2 separate regions of the Rattus norvegicus genome follow, and region 2 is linked to region 1. A link is a contact called in public Hi-C data. All regions are on one chromosome and are shown on one strand. Each heading gives the region's core, a stretch centred on a gene start, on an enhancer-like site or on the middle of the called end of the contact. The rest is flanking DNA. Distances are from core to core; before and after follow the strand shown. Region 1 holds the start of S1pr3 (sphingosine-1-phosphate receptor 3). Region 2 has its middle 62 kb from the start of S1pr3.

Region 1 (5,423 bases), core at 2,003-4,502:
AATGACCTCATCCTCCAAACCAAATTAAAGCAACCAGTATCTGACAGTGAGCAACGTTTCTTGGAAAGCTGGAGGTTTTGGGTCTTTTTTTTTTTCCTCCTCATTTAAAAGAACCAAGAAATGACATAACTGGAGGGCCAGTTCATGGCTCCCACTCCTGAAGAGTTCCTTTGCTCTCGAGTCCTCTCACTCTGGTTTTCTGCCTCGACTTCATTCTGCCTCCAGACAGTTCAGGACAGAGTGAAGGCTTCACTCACACAGCCTCCCACACTGGACATGCTGAGCTAAGGTCAGACGAAGAAACACCCTGTGAGACAAAGGTTACCGATGAAAGCTGAGGACGGCCCCGTTTCTCCCACCTTTCTTCTTCAAGCACGGATACAAGTGCCTCTGCCTGGTGGGGCTTCTCCATGTCTCCCTGTCTGCGGTCCCTGTCCTTCTCGTTAGCAAACAAGAGGACACACAGATCCCAAGGCGGTCCAAGAAACCCCAGATATGGAGGTCATGTCCCAAGAACACTGGGTGCCCTGTGAATGTCTTGAACATCAAACTTGTCTGTGGAAAGGCATTGGATCATGGATGCAAGATCTGAACGTGCCTTACAGTAGTTTTCTCCTTTGCCCACTTTTGTGGTCAGGCTTTTCAAATTCTCCCTACAGTGCTTGCTCCTGGCAAGGACAGGGGACCAACTTACTGCCACACTTTCCAGAAAATGAAGGTAGACGTGTGGAAATCTCTTGTGTCAGGAAGGTAGCAATATGTACAAACGTGAGGTGTCTTGCCCAGGAAGGCCATCCCGGTCACACGTAGTCCCTACAAGAGCATGAGACTTCTGAATGGACACAGTGGGAAACTGAGGTTCCTAATGGCAGAGCCTAGCTGGAGATGAGGCATCTGTCCTAGCCCATCCCTTCAGGGATAAGGTTTTTATGAGTTGGTCACTTGTCCTAGGTCCCTTCTCTAGAAGGTGCTAAGAGCCTCTTGGTGTCTTTACAGCCTAATTGCTTGTAGCTACAGGCATTCCAAGACCAGTCCCGGAGTTTGGGTGGAATGTTTAGATGACTCTTAGAGACAGGGGAATAGAAGGATATTAAAATCCAAGGATTGCAGTCAGCCTGCCCAAGAGCTTGTGGGAAGGAAACCTTTTAGGATCCTATAACATGGATCCAAAATTGGTAATCATGGAATCCTGAGGGCAGACAAGATTTTAAGAGTCAAGGAACCAGTTGGGGATTTAGCTCAGTGGTAGAAGGCCCTGGGTTCAGTCCTCAGCTCCGGGGGGGGGGGGGGGGGGGGAGGGGCAAGGAACCACAACACCACATCCCAGCTAACACAGCTTGCTCACAGGTGACCTTCAAACTTTGATGGTAAAGGAGGGGTTCAGATAACACAAGGGAACCCCTACGTTTTTTTCAACAACAATGACACACTCAAGTGTTTACTATTCTTGTAACAAAAAGTATAACAAAAAGTATACCCATAAACTGTAGGCATTGAGGAAGAAATCTGTGTAACAACATATCATGCTTTCCAGAAAAAGGACCAGTCCCCAATTCATGGAAAGCAGGTCATCAGACTAGTATATAAAGCTTCATAGGAAGTGGGAGGTCCTACATCATGTATGGTAGAGAACCAGGAGGGTCTCGGTAGGGTGTGTGTGTGTGTGTGTGTGTGTGTGTGTGTGTGTGTGTAAAGAACAAATGGCATCGGGGAGACATCCTAAGTGGTTAGGATGTAATTCTCTCCAAATGTTGGCGGAGGCTTCCAAAGGGCAGGCTCTCCAGGTGGACCCTCGGATGTATGTAGACAGCCTGACACTGACCGGATGTGAGCATCTGCCCATCTGCAGATGGGAAGAGCCGATGTGGGGGTTCTATGGCAACACAATACTCGCCCCAGCACTGAGCTCTGTAGCCCTTAAGAGGTTTATAGATCTAGATTCCTCCACAGCTACCTAAACAGAGCCCTCGTGCACGCACGCTCATATGCTCACACACACGCACACACCCCACCACCACCACCACCACCACCACCACCACTACCTCAACCAAACATCCCTGACCACAGCCACAACTTGCCAGGCATTTACCTGCAGTATGTGACCCTTTGGTCCACTTTTGAGGAATTATGTTCACTTGACTCTATCTGCCTGGTTTTCATCTATGACGGATGGAACTTGGAATAGATAAATGTTTGTAGGACGTGATATGCAATACCAGAGACTTGTGACAGCAGATTTTAGAATGAGTGACTCTGGAGGCTTGGAGGAGGTATGTGCCATAGAGGAGAGGAGACCCCCTCCCCTCCTTCCCCTGGACTCAGAATGTTACACATACCTTAACAGTGGTGTTCAAAGCAAAGTATTTCCTTTTAAACAGCTGACATGAAAAACCCTCTTACATTAAGTCTTAGGAATATGGCATCGGGATTGTTCAAGTCCAGAGAGACAGGGACACAGAGACCGTGTACAGGCACATGGTTAATGGCCACCCTCCCTTTTCTTCTATCTCATTCAAGAATGTATGACATACCAATTTTCCCTGGGAGCCTCATTATTGCTTTGCAGGTACCTTGTCGTCTAGTTCTAGGCCTGACGCTCCCCGAATTGCCTGCTCTAGAAGTGCTAAGGAAACTGGAGTTTTGTAGCTCATACAACTGAAAAGAATGCTTTTGCTTTCTCCCAGAGGGAAAAACCACAGCCATTCCCAATGCCCGGGTTTTCTTCTCGTGAGGGTGTCTAACTTCTTAATTAGCCAAGTAAAACAAGGATCTTTCCCTGGAGAGCTTGCGCACTCCCGCTCAGGGTTTACAAACACATTTTAAAAGCCCCGGTTGCTATCTAAAAGAACCCTATACCTCTTCACCAGCTCCAACTGATGACTAGGTCCTGCTCTCCGGGTTATGAATGGCCCGGAGAACGGGAGCGGGTGGCCAAAGCGAGACACTCGCGAGCTCAAATCACTGTGGTGCCTGGATTTGGTTAAAATTTTATCCAAAAAGTAGTTCGGGTGGACCCGGAGCCGCTCCCTCAACCCGCGACTCTGGATTGTGTAGCCCCGATCCGATTTCGCCGCTCACCTCGTTCTGCAAGGCTCATCTGGGCTGGTTGCATGCTGCCACCGCTAAGTCTCAGCTAAGGCTCCAGTTTAGGGGCTCCTCCGGAGGTCGCTCGTGGCCTCAGGTTTCTCTCTGGCTAAGCTTGTCCAGCCGCCTCGCTCAGCACCCGGACCTTGTCGCCTGCCCCTGAACTTGCTCGCCCAGATTCTGCCCCAGAGGATCCGAAGGCAAACTTTTGCCACAGCCCTCCGGGGCGGGGCCCAGAGTCACCCGCCTCCTGCCGCCCCTAACCCAAGCTTCAGAGCTTCTGCGGGCTGGTTCCCATTTACGTACCGTGGTTCCCAGCCACGTCCTGCCTCCGGCCAGGTCCCCGCCCAGTCTTTCTGCCAGTCCGCTGCATCCGCGCTGTCCAGACCCGCGGACCCTGGCTGGACTCTTCAACCCTCTGGATTCCCTCTGCCTCTATTCCTCCACCAATCACCGCCCCCCCTCCCGCCCCAAAACCTGCTCCAGGACCCAGCAGTCGCAGATACCGAACCGGGTACAGAGCTGGACTTGGGTAGACCTAGGTGGCCAGAAGGATTTGAGAGGATTCTTACTAATACTGTTCTCCCTTCGAGATGACTGTGTTAACTATCTTTAACCTGAAATTAACTGACTACCAGCCTGAGCTGGTAAGCTAAGCCCCCTGCCCCTCCGGACTCCTACCCTGCCCCCATTCCTTTCTGAACTGCAAGGCTGGGACCCCAGCCTCTTGTGTATTTCAGGTCCTGACTCCTGTGTCTTGCTTACCTTAGTTAACCACACCCCGGTCTACTCCCGCGCTCTGGGCAAGCCTCACCAGCTATGTGGGGAGAAATGAGAATCTTTAGGGGGAACCACATGCACGATTGTCCGTTACAAAGGAAATGCAAAAGACCTCCAGACCAGCTTGGGGAAGGAGAGGAGAGAGGAAGCAGAGCATGGCTAAATTCCTGAGCAGGCAGGGTCCTGGCCCCTGTTACCTCTTCTCAAGTGCTTTGTTGCCTACAGAAGATGAATTTGCCGCGTTCTTGGGGTTCATCTTGGGACTTTTGGCCTTCTCTGTTGCCCTGTGAGAAGCCCAAGCCCTCTGGGTCACAAGCCGGGCTGCAGGGCTCCAGCTGCCTCAGCTGCACGACTCCCCTGAGCTCTGGTCCTACTTGCCTAGCCTTCCAAATTTGCCTAGTGTCTCGGACACAGCTGGAAAAAGTTCTCTCCCTGAGTGCAAGGAGAATGACCATGCCTCCTGACTCCTGCGACATCCAGTTAAAGGAGGGAGAGGTGGCCACAGTTGAAGATGTTTCTGTAGCTGTCTCTGCAGACACTTCCTGAGGTCAGGGTAACAGCACAGTCTTCTTAGTCACTGCGTCTAACCCCACAAAAAGGCCCAGTGCTCTAGCTGTTTCCCACTGTGTCACCGTCCCTTCCCGGGCAGGTAGAGGTGTGTTTTAATAGCATCTGTATCTCCTTTTCCCAGGTAAACCGTCCTCCAGATAGAACAGGGTGACCCTGAGTCTCTATGACAGTTCCTCCAGCCTCAGACAGCGCTCTCCCACAGCCTGAGAGGTACCAGGCTCTTACTGCTACCGGCAGTCTTTCTCAAGAGTGATTCCACCTGCAGCATCCCTGAGGCTAACGAGGCTTCTTTTCTCTCAAAGTTTCCTAGCCAGAAGCAGCCATCTTCTGAGTCCAGGCCTCTTTCTCTCTGATGAAGCCCCTGCCTTGCTGTGATGTCTATTCTGATGGAGGCCCCTCCCCTGTCTGCCCTGATGGAGACCTTTCCTCTGTGGACCATGCTAGAAACCTTACCCCTTCTGCTGTTCTGTATCTGGACTTTAAAGCTCAGACACTCAGGCTCTCACACTGGGTCTCTAGGCCCATAGAACCCACTCCGGGCAGATTTCTCTGAATGCATCTTCCCTTGTGTACTGCTGGCTGACGAGAGAAAAACCAGTTTGTAACCTCAGCAGGAACGACAGAGTGAGGGAATCCACGTTCTTGCAACCCTCCCTGAAAAGACAGAGTTGGACATGTGTGTCAGAAGGTGAAAATATGAGAGCTAGCGGGCCGGTCGAGCACACAGCGCTGGCTGGAAGCCAAGAGGCAGTTTTCCACGGAGATGTTAGCAGGTGTCTGACTGTGCTTTGTCCTCTAGACTGAGCTTGGGGCACTTAGGTACTTTCTGAACATCGTTCTTGTGAGAATGTTTGGGTGAGATGAACATCTGTCTGCTGCAGTATATGGCTGGTCAGTGTGGGAAGGTTTTGTCCAATCCCCATGGGCATGAATAGACCGTTGTGGAGGCTAAGGGCCAATCCCAGTAGAGAGTCCTCCCAGGCTGGCAG
Region 2 (5,423 bases), core at 732-3,231, 61 kb after region 1:
TCATGTGGCACCAGCATGGTTGATATGAAGAGTATTCCAAGGTTGTGGGGGAGATGACCATATCCTAGCAGGACTGTGTGTACGAATTAAGGCAGGCAGGAAATGTGTCTGGGGAGTCTTTCTGTTGTCTGCTCCATAACAAGACCCAGAAGGACAGATTTGGTTGTATCACTCATGCTTAACTCTGCTGTTCTCTGTCCACCAGCTAGCTTGATGTATACAGTGTGAAAATGACCCAGGGACTCTGTCTCAAACAAGGCAGATGGTGAAGACCAACACCTGCGGTTGCGGTTGCCCTCTGACCTGCACACATTGCACACATACGCTTGGGCACACAGGGTCACACATACGTTCTCTCTCTCTCTCTCTCTCTCTCTCTCTCTCTCTCTCTCTCACACACACACACACACACACACCCTCTCTCTGTCTCTCTCTGACACACATACACTCTGTGTGTGTCTCTCTCATACACATACACACACACTCTCTCTCAAACTGAACATCATGAATACCATGTCAAGAAAGCATATATACTCCCGCTGGTGACACACTCTAGGCAAGTTTAGGGCACAGAAAAATCCAGGAAGAGCAAGGACAGTGGAGTCTTGACTCCCTTGGAGCAAGTGTGGGAGCCCATAGCCTGTGAAGGGAACTTTAGATCCTGAGAAGCAGAACTCAGAATTAGACTGGGGAGTGCGGGGATTGGGGGTTGGGGGGTGGGGAGCAGTCTCATCTTAGTGATGACCTGCTTGGCTTGGAGTCCCAAGACCAAAAGTGCCACAATTGGCTGGAACCCAGCAAGGGACATGACTATCCCAGGGTGCTCAGTTGCAAAGGTTTGCTGTGAAGAAGAAAACGAGAGAGGGTGAAGAAGGAGAGTGACTCTGGAGATATAGAGAAGACCATTCTCCACTTAGCTGCTGTCCAGCCCCACTCCCTTCTCTTTCCTTCTCCCATTTACCATGGAGATTGAGGTTCTCTGTGCTGTGTATTCCCTGTGTCTGTTTCTCTCTGTCTCTGTCTCTGTCTCTCTCTCTGCCTCTCTCTGTCTCTCTCTGTCTCTCTCTGTCTCTCTGTCTCTCTCTCTGCCTCTCTCTGTCTCTCTCTCTGCCTCTCTCTGTCTCTCTCTCTGTCTCTCTCTGTCTCTCTCTCTGTCTCTCTCTGTCTCTCTCTCTGTCTCTCTCTGTCTCTCTCTGTCTTTCTGTCTCTGTCTCTCTGTCTCTCTCTCTGTGTGTCTCTGTCTCTCTCTCTGCCTCTCTCTGCCTCTCTCTGTCTCTCTCTGTCTCTCTCTGTCTCTCTCTCTCTGTGTCTCTGTCTCTCTCTCTCTCCCCCCTCCAAGCTGTAAGTAGCTAAGGGCGATGTGGGAGAATTGGTAGTGAGGGGTGGGGGGTCAGGATGATACAGAGGCTATGGAACAGAACCAGCTCTGAGAGACTACATTCCAGGCCTGAGAACGTCACATCACATTAGCTCAAGGTTGGCAAGCCGAAATCGGAGCTGACATTTGAAAGGGTGACTGATGAGAGACCGAGAGAAGACGTGCAGCAACGGTTTCCATACCCCTGACATCTTTGCTCCAGTCTGGCATATGGGGAGAGGACCTGAATGAAAGCAGTCTCACAGGAGGAATGGCTGGTGGCTGGGGGGAGCTGGCAGGAATTGAGGCTGAGAGTAATTCAGTTTTTTTCCCATCAGAGCAGGATTTATGCCCAGTTCACAGCCCTTGGAGGAATTTCCCTGGCCTTTCTACTTCGTTGTGAAATTTCTGGCCCCAGTATCTCTAAGCAGATGCAAATGTCAGCAGGGAGGGGGTCTGATCCAAAGAGAAGTAGCTCTTTGTCTCTCCCTGCAAATTCAAAACAGAAGAAATTCCCATTTTCGTAAGCATGACTGCGTCTGGATCAAAGTCAGAGAGGCTGGGAGCAGCTGGGGCCTGGGTGAAGGGGCCCTGGAACTCAGATGCAGGCTGGTGGGGAGGTGGAGGAGAGGGGGTAGCCATAGAAAGCAAGACAGAAGTGGAATTCCATGCTTGTATTCCAAGAGAACAGTGAGTGTTCCGGGAGCCCCATCTCTGGATTAGGGACATGGTTGGCAAGTAACCATTGCTTCCTTGCTGTGCGTTTTAGTGAGGACAAATCCTATGCAAGAGGCTTGAGTAGGGAGTGCAGGAGAGTTTCTCTCTGCAGGAAAGGGTCTTGGTTTTCAGTGCCCTTACTGCCCTTCCATCAAACTGGTATCAAGTCAGCTCACAGGCAAGCCCTGGATTCCGTCCTGTACTCAGTCAGGATCTTCATGAGGTAGCCTGTCAGGTCCTGACCAGTCAAGTCCACGATGGCATGAAAGAGAACGTAGACCTCACAGATTGGCACAGTGTGGGTGACCATGCCCCCAGAATCCATCACGATGCTACTGGTTCAACCAGAGACGTGCAGGGACAGCACATGGATGGCTATGAATATGACTGGGGTGTTGAAGCTCTCAAGCACGAGCTGGGTCATCTTTTACAGTTGGCCTTGGGGACCAGGCGAGCCTCTGTGAGTAGCATGGGGTGCTCCTCAGGGGAGTCTACACACAACTTGTAGAAGGTGTGTGGTGTTGAATCAACTCCTTATGACCCCAGTTGTTGACAGTGCTGTTGCTCAACGGGTTACTTCAGGGTCAGAATGGCTCTCTTGCTCTGGGCTTCACCACCCACGTAGGAGTCCTGCTGGCCCATGCCCACCATTGTGCTCTCAAGGACATGCAACACCATGCAGGTTTCAGCTGCTCTAAGTAGAGACGACTACTAAGACCTGTCCAACACAGAGGGTGCTTAGGAAAACTTAAACCAGCACCCGGAAGAAACACCGGCATGCCCTGTGTTTATTGGGATACTTGGGACAACATCTAAGACACAGACTGACAATACAAGTTATAACCTGAACAAAAAGGGAATCTGGGAGATGTCACCTGGTGATGACTGGAGTTTGACTCCTAGAGTCCATATGGACAGAACCAGCTCTTGAAAGTTTTCTTCTCATTTCCATACACACACCATTGCACACATACACCATTGCACGTGCGTGCGTGCACACACACACACACACACAGACACACACATACACCACCACCACCAACAACAACAACAATAAATATAGGGTTTATTATTTAAAGAATAACTTCAGATGAGGCAAAAGAAAATGGCCCATTTTTACTTTGATTTTAAGTTGATCATACCTACTGATTTTTCATACTTGACACTCTTCAATGATCAAAAATAACCTTTCCCCTAGTTCTAAGAATTTCTAACGAGAACTTGCCTAGCAGAGGCATCGCATGTCTTCACTACGAGAAGTAGTAGTTATGGAAGCAATCCATATCGAGTGAGCACTTCTTTAAGATCTGCTACCTGACTGTGAAGGGCAGGAAGGCTGGGGCAGAGCCTCCTCATCCAAATTACTAAAGGCTCTCCCTGCCCCCACCCCTGGACAATGGACCTGCTCAGGACTATGCTAGGACAGAGAGGTAAGGGGCATGATATTAGCTTCAAGCTAACAACTGTTTTCTGCTTAGTCTAGTGAGAGGTTTTATCCTTAATGGATATTGTACGTTGTCAAATGTGTCGTCTGTGGCTATCATAGTAATTACAGCTCATTGGAGTTCTTACTATGGACATGTATTTTGATGGTTAACTTTAATTGTCAATTTGACATAACTTAGAGTCACCTGGAAAGAAAACCTAAGGGTGGGATTGTCTTCATTGAGTTGGCTTGTGGGCATGTCTGGGTGGGGGTTGTCTTAAGTTAATTGATGAAGGAAGACTCAGCCCACTGTGGGTGTCACCATTCCCTAGGCAGAGGTTCCTGAGCTGTGTAAGAATATAGAAGTTGAACTGAGCACAAGCAAGCAAGCAAGCAAGTAAGCATGGATGCCTTCATTTCTCTCTGCTCTGACCGTGGATTTGATGTGACCAATTTTTTTTTTTTTTGGTTCTTTTTTTCAGAGCTGGGGACCAAACCCAGGGCCTTGCGCTTCCTAGGCAAGCACTCTACCACTGAGCTAAATCCCCAACCCCTGATGTGACCAACTTTTGAAGTTCGAAGTTTCTGCTTTGACTTTCTTACCATGTTTAACTACAATCTGGAATTGGGAAGCTAAAATATTTTAATCACCGCAACAGACATGAAACTATAACACTTATAGATGCTGTTACCGAAACAATACAGAGGGATCCATTCAGAGGTACCTCTTACCCAGTGCTTCCTAAAGATAACATCTTGTAGTCTCCAAACACAGTATTACAGCCAGGACTTTGTGGTCAGTAGACCCAAGATACAGATCATTTCCATTATCTAAAGGAACATCCCTTGGCATCTGTGCACGCTTCCACATTCCCTCCCACCTGTTTTTAAGTTTTCTTTTCCATTTGCTGTATCCCAATACCACACCCACACATGCTTGAGACCTGTGGCTAGTAACAGGCCTTGGAATTTAGTAGATGAATTCTTCCACTTTTTCTTTCTTTTTCAAAATTCTAGATCTTCTGCTTTTCCATCTACATTTTAGATTGCGTTGACTAATGTTGGGCCAACTCTTCTACAGACACCCTGCTTTTCTTTACATTGTGTTTGGGCGTGGGTGCTCTTGCAAGAGTCAGTTCTTTCTCCCCACCCCGGGGTCGGCTGAGGAAGGACTGAACTCAGTAGTCAGGCTTAGCAGCCAACCCCTTCCCCACAAAGCTATTTTAAGTTTTTGTATCATATGCTTCTTAGTATTTAGAAACATAGTTTTCAGCGCTGGTGTTGTATTAATGGTCCTATTGATTAATTACAGTTTGGTGTTGTCTTTTAAGGTCTTTGGATTCTCCTGCATATACAACTATGTTATTGAAAGATGGGGACTTTCATTCTTTCAAATCTCTCTCTTTCTCTCTCTCTCTCTCTCTCTCTCTCTCTCTCTCTCTCTCTCACACACACACACACACACACACACACACACACACACACACATTGTATAGCTGGGTGCTGGACACTGAGAGTAAATTCCTTACCTCATTTCCTAGCTTAGGAAACCGCATCTGGTCCTTCACTGTTAGGTATCCCAGAGTAAAAGGAACTTGTAGACTGACCTAGAAGGTTTGTTTTGTTTTGTTTTGTTTTGTTTATATCAAGACCTCATTATGCATCCTGTCCTGGCCTCAAAGTCACAATCCTCCTGTCCCCAGCCTCTTGAGTGCTGGAATGTGGGACAGTCATGTGCCCCAAGACCAGCTGCAAATGTTCCTTTTCAAACCGATAAAGGTCACCTTTATCCCATCTGTATGCCAGTGTTACCTCTAGTAGATGTAGGATTTGATGAAGTACCTTTTGGTATTGCTGACGTGCCGTGTGGTTTTAATTCTTTGGTCTCTTAGCACTGTGGTCCAAGCAGTTATTGACCATTCG

What was found. Hi-C and Micro-C count contacts between places; a contact is called where the count stands out from the background.
Region 2: a contact with region 1 is called in a Hi-C map of Schwann cells, with 6 times the contacts expected there. The contact joins the enhancer-like site here to the promoter of S1pr3 in region 1. A contact is called at or near these places in 3 of 12 Hi-C or Micro-C datasets (the A7r5 cell line, Schwann cells and mammary epithelial cells).

The regions. Positions count from the first base shown.
Region 1 is chr17:13,942,761-13,948,183 of GRCr8, forward strand. It overlaps S1pr3 (sphingosine-1-phosphate receptor 3), which reads right to left and starts at 3,253. Exons shown (of 2, transcript NM_001271143.1): 1 at 3,079-3,253.
Region 2 is chr17:14,005,045-14,010,467 of GRCr8, forward strand. No RefSeq gene overlaps it. Among named protein-coding and RNA genes, the nearest start is that of S1pr3, 62 kb to the left of the region's middle. Within about 2 kb of position 1,982, at least 9 of the 93 cell types and tissues checked have an H3K27ac peak or open chromatin away from gene starts, as enhancers often do. A contact at or near this core is called in Schwann cells, where this site is marked.